Regions from separate parts of the Gossypium hirsutum genome. Here all the other regions are linked to region 3. Evidence: chromatin contacts called from public Hi-C data. All regions are on one chromosome and are shown on one strand. The core of a region is the stretch at or near the end of the contact, and the rest is flanking DNA. Distances in the headings are between cores, read along the strand shown.

Evidence for each region. A called contact is a pair of places that touch in the nucleus more often than the background predicts.
Region 1: a contact with region 3 is called in a Hi-C map of leaf, with 2.7 times the contacts expected there. The contact joins the promoter of LOC107918765 here to the promoter of LOC107918919 in region 3. A contact is called at or near these places in 7 of 34 Hi-C or Micro-C datasets (callus, hypocotyl and leaf).
Region 2: a Hi-C map of leaf shows a contact between it and region 3, with 2.9 times the contacts expected there. The contact joins the promoter of LOC107920748 here to the promoter of LOC107918919 in region 3. A contact is called at or near these places in 10 of 34 Hi-C or Micro-C datasets (callus, hypocotyl, leaf and 1 more).

The regions. Positions count from the first base shown.
Region 1 is chrD13:9,159,078-9,161,777 of Gossypium_hirsutum_v2.1, reverse strand. It overlaps LOC107918765 (putative zinc finger protein CONSTANS-LIKE 11), which reads right to left and starts at 1,444. Exons shown (of 7, transcript XR_001690230.2): 1 at 1,243-1,444; 2 at 433-1,093; 3 at 62-286.
Region 2 is chrD13:9,107,956-9,110,655 of Gossypium_hirsutum_v2.1, reverse strand. LOC107920748 ((S)-2-hydroxy-acid oxidase GLO1) reads right to left here and starts at 1,336. Exons shown (of 4, transcript XM_041110208.1): 1 at 1,104-1,336; 2 at 62-142. The coding sequence starts at 141. It overlaps LOC107920749 (a long non-coding RNA gene), which reads left to right and starts at 1,467. Exons shown (of 2, transcript XR_001690764.2): 1 at 1,467-2,291; 2 at 2,426-2,700.
Region 3 is chrD13:9,299,867-9,302,566 of Gossypium_hirsutum_v2.1, reverse strand. LOC107918919 reads right to left here and starts at 1,385. Exons shown (of 10, transcript XM_016848487.2): 1 at 212-1,385; 2 at 97-127. The coding sequence starts at 272. It overlaps LOC107919584 (uclacyanin 1), which reads right to left. Exons shown (of 2, transcript XM_016849021.2): 2 at 2,618-2,700. TRNAA-AGC (transfer RNA alanine (anticodon AGC)) reads left to right here and starts at 1,523; the gene lies at 1,523-1,595.

The sequences.
Region 1 (2,700 bases), core at 195-2,694, 140 kb after region 3:
ACCATAGATGTATTTATAAGATATATTTTGCAATTGAAATTAGAGAGAAAGAAAAGAAAACCTCTAACATGTTCTTGCTAGGACCATTAGATTTGATTACCGGTAAAGTTTTGTCCATAATTGGGCCATCTGTCCCAACCTTCTCAAACTGGTACCTAGTTTGGCCTTGTGAACCGCCAAATATCTCATTGGCAGTTTTGAAGCTGAATTGAACATCATTGATGTTCAGGCCTTCACAAAGGTCATCACCATCAGGAACTTTGAAATCTCTGAGGTCAGAAAAACCCTGGAACAAAAGGAGCCAAAATCAAACATTCAAGAGAGATCAGTCCAAATGCGGCTAAACAAAGAATGATTCAAGAGTCAAGCTATTACTTCAAAATCAATACTTTCCATCACCAATTCAAATAAATATAGCAGCAAAAGCCATACCTTTGGCATATTCGGCTCCTCTGAGAAAACAGGTTCTCCATCTTTGCAGTAAGGGATGTAATTTGCATTTGGTGATATCAGAGAAGATGAAATCATACAAGGCTTTAGCTTAGGACATGAACCTAGTTCATTTAACTTTGTACCAGCCAGTTCAAATGAGCCCCCTTGGTCTATTTGATTCAAACAGTTAGTGAAACAATTGTCGTTAGCAGTTGAAGCACCGACTGGCCAATCAACATCAAAAACAGCAGGAGACGAAGCACCAAGAACCGAAGACCAGATTCTTCTAAACTCAGCCAAAGAAGGACAATCCGTATAAGAATTGAGGGCCTCTCGCCAATGCCCCAAACTCGAGCAACCATTGCCATTACCATCACAATCCTGACAAAGAGACAATTTCTCATCCAAACACCTAACAACTGCAGATTGAGAATTGCATTTCTCACACAAAAGTGAACGAACGTGTCTACATGACAACAAATTTGCAGAGTGAACGCACCCATCACAGCTCAAGCAAAGCCGAGCCGAATCCGATTTACAGTAAACCACTGCTCTTTCCCCTCGACAAAAATCGCATACAGGTTCCATCCCGTTATTCCCCCTAACTTTACAGTAAACCACTGCAGTTGGGCGGTAATTCGGCTCTATTGATTCCTCAATCCTAACAAAAACTACCCTTCAATAATCAAAATTAACAAAAAAAAACATTAAAATTATACCCAGATCATGTACAAAGAACAAGGAATTGAATCATTTGAATGATTAAAATTTAAAATCATAGAAACAGAGTAAATTGAGATTAAGCTTTACCTATACAATGAAAAGAACCCAATCCCGGCTTCTGAAATCAGCCATGTCGAAGAACACATAATCCATTAACCGAAGCAAATACGCATCAACATTGATAACAAAAAAGCAAACATTTCTTTGAGCTAAAAATACATAATAGGGGGAACAGTGAAGGGCTGTCAGCGTTGGTAACTGGAAGTTTTTTTTTTTTTTTTCAGTGAGCAAAAACTGGTTTATTTATTCACGTTTGTCCGAGGTTTGATGGGTGCGTGCCACGTGCTGCGATGTTAGCTTTGTGGATGGGATACTCTAGGATGACGTGGACATGTGATATTATTGCGGTCATCCGTTTTGGTCGGACGATGGCGAGGATGGTAAATGAGTGGAAAGATTGAGGGCGGTTTGATAGAAGGATTGGTCACAAATTGATCACCACGTCATCACCCGAGATTATGTGCGGGTTTCTCATTTTGACTTTCGAGACGAAAATTTAGCCCCGCATCTCGAGAGATCACAGATGGACACGTGGCTTAGTGTCTGAACAGCTTCCGATTTGTGGTGTGAGACAATGCTGATGTGGCCGCTTAGCTGTGCTGAAATGTCTGAATCTCTTTTTAAATTGGGATAAATTGTAAATTTAATGCCTAGTTATTTAGTGGTCAAATTTATGTTTGATTTTATCTAAATAATTATGTTGAATTTGAAAAAATAGGAATCATAAAACGAAAACGCAAGTTTATTTATTTATATATTAACATTTACTAACTACACGTAATAAATATCACATTTTTTTGTGCGTCATTTTATTTTCTTAGTTACAAAATATTTCAAACTCCTATAAAAAAAGAAAAATTGGTAAATTTTGTTCTAGAGTGATAAATTTATTCTACTACCCATAATTATTAATTCTATCCAAGAATTTGTATGGTTAGATTTCAAATGTTCATATTCACATTCAATCTTTTTAATTATGTTTTTATTCTTTTTATTAGTAAAGGTAAAATTACACTTTGACCCCCTTAAAAATTATAAAAATTTAATTTAATCCTTTAACATTTATAAAGATATAGATTATTAAAAGTTACAATTTAATTTCGGCCCGCCCTAAAAAACTTTTCTAGCTTCGCCCTTGGGGTAGGGGAAGGCTATTAAGCGATCAAAAGAAAGAACATTATGTCCTCCCTTATATTTGGATGGGCCAAATTAGGATTAAAGAAGAAAAATCTTAAAATTGATTTTAGTTGAAATTTTTAGATAGCTATTGGAATACAAATTAAAAAAATGTCAATTATTGTCAATTCAATCTTAATTTAATTGGCATCGACATTTTTTTAGCCTAGTTTCTTTTTACCAAAATTATGTGTTAAAGACATAAAAAAATTACAGAAAAATTACTATTTTTTTTAAAATTGCACAAAACTTGCACGAGGTTTGGTAAATGGTAATAAATTATTTTTACATATTTATTAAGCAATTTTA
Region 2 (2,700 bases), core at 87-2,586, 190 kb after region 3:
TCAAAATCAGCAAAGAACAGCAGAAAAACCAAGTATGCAAATAATTTAAGGGAAGACATACTTCTCTTTCCACTCCCAAACTCGTTTTTCTAATTCATCTCTGCCCAATTCTACCATTTTTATTCCTTCAGAAGCCAACATTCTTTCCACAACCAACTGGGAAAAGAAAAGTAAAATAGGTTCAATTATATATTCCCATTCAACAGGATACAAGATATATACTCATTCTCTACACAGAACATTATGTATAAAGAGGGCAGAATATAAATCAACAACAAAGATGAAAACATTATATTTACAAAAGATTACTAGAGATAATACAACCATAAAGATCAATCCTTTTTCCAGAAAACATTATATCGAACACACAAACGGCCACAGAAATATTACTTTGATTACAAAGCCCATTAATCAAAGTTGAAAAAATTACAACATCAGGCTCCACCTAACTTCAGCATTTTCCCCAAAATAGAAAACCCAAAATCAATTCGACCTAATTGACAAAAGTAATTAATCGAGATGCTCACAGAATAAACATCATGGGAAACACCTAATAATTCCATCTGGCTACACATAGAAACAACAATGGCATAATGTTTCATTCTAACAATGGCTGCAAATAATTTAGTGAATTCCACAATTGAAGGCTTTGGGTACTTTTCAATCATCTTATTGAACAAACTCAAAGCATGATCAACATTATCGAAGCGGTGGTCTGTTTTTCCCTTTCCTCTAACAGGCATGGACATGGGTTTCTTACTTAGGCAGTCGATGTGGGTAGCAATGGTGTTAGAAGAAGAAGAAAAAGAGTGGAAATTAGAAAGATGGCTTTCAGCATTAACAACCGAACGAAGAATAAAAGAAAAAGGAAGCTTACCCATCATTTGAAAGCAGAAATGGCAGCGGCAGTAGCAGCCAAAAAGAAATGAAAAATAAACGGAGCATAAACGCCAAAAAGAAATGAAAAATAAACGAAGTAACCGTCGAAAAATAGAATTGCAACGTACCAGCAGCGGTTTCCAGTTCTGAACCAAAATGAAGCTTTCGAGAACAGAAATTTGAAGGAATGAAGGAAGGGAGAAGAGTGGATGAAGGGAGCTTACCGGATGAAGGGAGAAGAATGGATGAAGGGAGAAGAATGCCTGAGAGCTTTAGGAAAATGTCTTACGGAGATTGAATCGGTAAGACAATTTCTCAAAAATTGTAAGGCATTTTCCCGTGTTTTGGAGTTGATTTTCCAAAAGGAAAATATTTTCTTCCAATCAAACACTGGAAAATGGGAAAAACCAATTCCGGAAAATATTTTCCCCTATCAAACAGACCCTTAATTGGGACAGAGTTAGATTCCATCAATTTTGGACCCATTTTTTATCCTTCGTCAAATGGGTTTTCCTCCGACCCAAGCGAAGGCCCATTTTTCTTAACAGGCTTTAAAGCATGTGAAATATTTTTCAGCCCATTCGCTGATGAAACAGCTTTGCATTTTTTTTTGCAAGTCCCTTCTTAAAAGCTTTACCCTTGATTTGAGGATTGAATGGCGCTTTATCCCTAGATTGCAGCTTTGTTCCCAATGTTGGCACAGTAGATCCCTGATTCCCAGTGTTTCCATAAAAGATATCAGGAGCCACCTCTCCAATCAACCCGTGATTACCGCTTAGAATGTTGAATCTCGAACCTTCGATCCCGACAACAGAGTTACTGTTAGGTTCTGTTGCCGTCGTTAATGGTTTCCGCCGTGGCTTGCGTTCCACTAACATCCATGGCCCAAACTGATCCCCTTCCTCAACATCAGGCGCTAAACTATTCTTCCCAGAGCAATCAAACGTTTCCCCTCCTTGGTTAAATACACCCTTGTCAAGATTCCCAGTCGCAGCTCCTACAGATGAAACATCTCTTACAAAATTATGACAGAAAGAATCTCTAGAGTGTCTGAATCTCCCACACTTAAAACAAACCTAGGACATGGATTCATATTCCACACGTTGTATCCTCCCATCAATCTGTAGCTTTGAAATCAATAGTTTCCCTAGATCAATGTAAACCGCAATCCTCGAAAATTGCCCCCTAGATTTGGAAGTCTTGTTACGGTCTATTTTCACAACGGGACCAATCGCGCCTCCAATGAACTTGAGTAGACTTCTCGTGTACATTCCTTCCAGCAATGCAGGCAATCTGATCCAGACCATCATATTCTTAGGAAACTCTTGATCTGTTGAGAACTCAGGAGTCCATAGCCGTACAGAGAGGTACTGCCCAAAAATTGTCCAAGGCCCCCCAGACATCACCAAAAGGTAATCATCATCATTTTGAAAGTTGACAGAGAAGTAGTCACTCTTTATATCAATTATCTGTAAAGGCTGCTTAGTTTTCCAAATTGCTTGCAATTTGTTTGACATAGTGAGATATGAAATTTTCCTCCTAGTAGTTTGACAACCACCGTTCGAGTCATTTGTTTGGCAATAAAATGATGCACTCGGTCAGAGAAAGTGATGGAAGGGATGCCATCAACAATCTCCTTTTTCGCGCCTCCCTCAAGTAATTTGATATCATCTTCATTCTATAGATTACTCTTCTCATTTGTGGGTACCCAGAAACTTGTCTTTCCAAGACTCGGATTGAGCCGTAGGAATATCCACACTCATGCCTTTATCATTGACCACAAGATCATCCGGATCCGGTGGTTCATCCGGCCTTCGGCTA
Region 3 (2,700 bases), core at 136-2,635:
TAAGAAAAATGTTATCACAAGATGCATTTAAAACTTAAAAAACACAAGAACATAGAAAAAAAAAACATTATTATCTATTAGAGATTCTTCATCAACCTTCCCTTGTGAGCAAAACTGGTAAATTGACCTGTAGGAGAAAACATCATGAGTCCAACATCTATATGATATAACATAGATAATTCAGCGGCCTGCTTGAGAACGCTTTCCTTACGTTTTACATAAGTCATCCGCCGAGACCTAGAATTGCCACTTCTCTTCATCTTTTCAGCCATTATGAAAGGAAATTGAGTAATAAAATGGAATAGGAAGACATTTTGTTGTAGGTTTCTAGAGAAATGGAGTTTATAAAGATGAAAAGGGAAGCATATGCATTAAATTTTGGGGCCACTGAAGAAGGTAAAATAGGCATGGTGAAAAGTCCCTCAATCATAATCACTAAGGGGTTTTCTTAGGCACTGTAAAAACTCCGGAGAAAATTGTACATATTCTTGAACTTACCTATGCCAAATATAAATTTAAATGATATAAACCCTAAAATTAGAATTTAACTAAAGCAAACATAAAACAATATCATTAGAATGGTTTAAGGCTTTGATGGGAGTTGTCCAAAAAAGCAGCAACTGCGTTTGCCAACTGAAACCAACAGATTGCATACAAATCGTAAAAGAAGATTCGTTCTTAATGAAACAAGCACGGTTCGGCAGTTCGAAGAAATCCATGGTTTCAATGGTTAAAGGCAGGCAAGACATAATTTTCACCAACAACCCCTATGACCACTTCGGTTTCGACAGTCCATTGTTCTAGAATGTCATTTCACATATCGACTCAGATAAAACCTTCACCTAAAGATTGGACTTCCTCTTTACAACATTTGGCTAGTGACAGTTACATAGCGTTTAATAGCATTGAGAGAATCCAATTATGTAACCTCGACCACTAATTAAAAACCATGTGTTTACCAAATTAGCTCCATTATTAAGGACCTTAATTCATCAAAACAAACCATAGAATTTAATGAACAGCTATTTCATTAGTATAATAGTTTGTGCTTTGACCATCCTATACTAGTGAAAGGACAAGCAGCAAACTGGAGAAGACCCATTATTCCAATGACTAAGATAATTCATTTTTTGAACATCAAAATCTAATTATGACCATCTCCATCAAACACAACCATCCATCTTTTTCATTGAATGAGACAGTTGTTTAACCCCGTTGCCCATATAAAAATACCATAAATCAGAAAAATTAAACGGAAATTGTTGAAACAAGGAACAGAAATTATAACTGAAAAAAATACAGAAGATAAACACCAGAAAAAGGGAATATTTTCAGTAACTGACCCACCTACTGCAAATAATCAAAACAAGCAGGAGCGTTAAAACTCACCACACCAGAAATCGAGGGAGAAAAGAAGAAGAAAAAGACAGATGTGGGATCCACAAAACTCCAAACAGTTCATCAATACAACTTTAAAGTCAGATACGCCATTACGAGATTCCTTTGCCCAGGTATCATCGGTGGGGATGTAGCTCAGATGGTAGAGCGCTCGCTTAGCATGCGAGAGGTACGGGGATCGATACCCCGCATCTCCATTTCCTTCTATGACTCCATTTTTGACATTTTATGGTTTTGTATTTTAATTTTGAAGTTAAAACATGTCAGGTTTTGTATTCTTTACAGAGTTATAATTTATTGTTTGTAATTTTATTTTTGGAATTTATTCTTTTAGATTTTAAAATTTAGGTTAATATTGGTAATAGTAAATTTTTTAATTCGGATCTAATTGTTGACACCATTAATCTTTTTTGTTAAATTTATTAGTGTGACATTTTAAAATTACAAAAAAAATACTTACTTGATAGGAATGTAACTAAAATAAATGATATTAAATGAACATAAATTTAACAAAATAATCTTAACCGTTAGATCTAAATTTTAAAATATAAAAAATAAAGAGACTGGATCCCTAAAATAAAATTACTAAAACTAAATTCTAATTTCTTCATAAACACACACAAAAAAAAACCAAATGTTAGACTATATGAGAGGTGCGGGGACAGATACCCAGTCTCCATTTTTTATCTTTTTAATTTGAAAATAGTGTGTAATATAATCACAGTTTTGGAGTTTGAGTCGGTAACTTTTACTCGTATATTTTTAATTTTGATATAAACTTTAAATTTATTTGATTAAATTATTAATTTAAAATTTTAATTTTGATGCAACGGATCGCCATTAAATCCAATAACTATATTTTTAAAATTTTTGATTGAATTGATAAAGTTTTTAATTAATTGCTATGCTTTTTAAATATGAAAAACTTAGTTTTTAATATGTCTCAGTTGAAACATTTAATTTTTAGTCATTTTTCCAAAACAGTTAATTTCCTATGTGTCTGTTGCGGTGCAGTTTTGGTGGAAAGTGGAAACTGATCTTGCTTTTTTATTAGTTGGTAGCTTTTTTCTTCTTCTTTTTTAAAGCTTTAGAATGTAAATATTTATTTATCAATTTGAAGAAGATTGGTGTTTTTTGAATGCTTGTAAAATACTAGCCAGTTAATTCAAAGGTAATTTTCAATTCAGAATGGGTGACTTTCATTTTATGGTAAGAAATTTATCTCTGACATCCCACTGCTTTTTGGTTTCAACTGCTGCAATTCATTCTTCTTATGCTTCCTTCACATTGTTTATGCGCTAC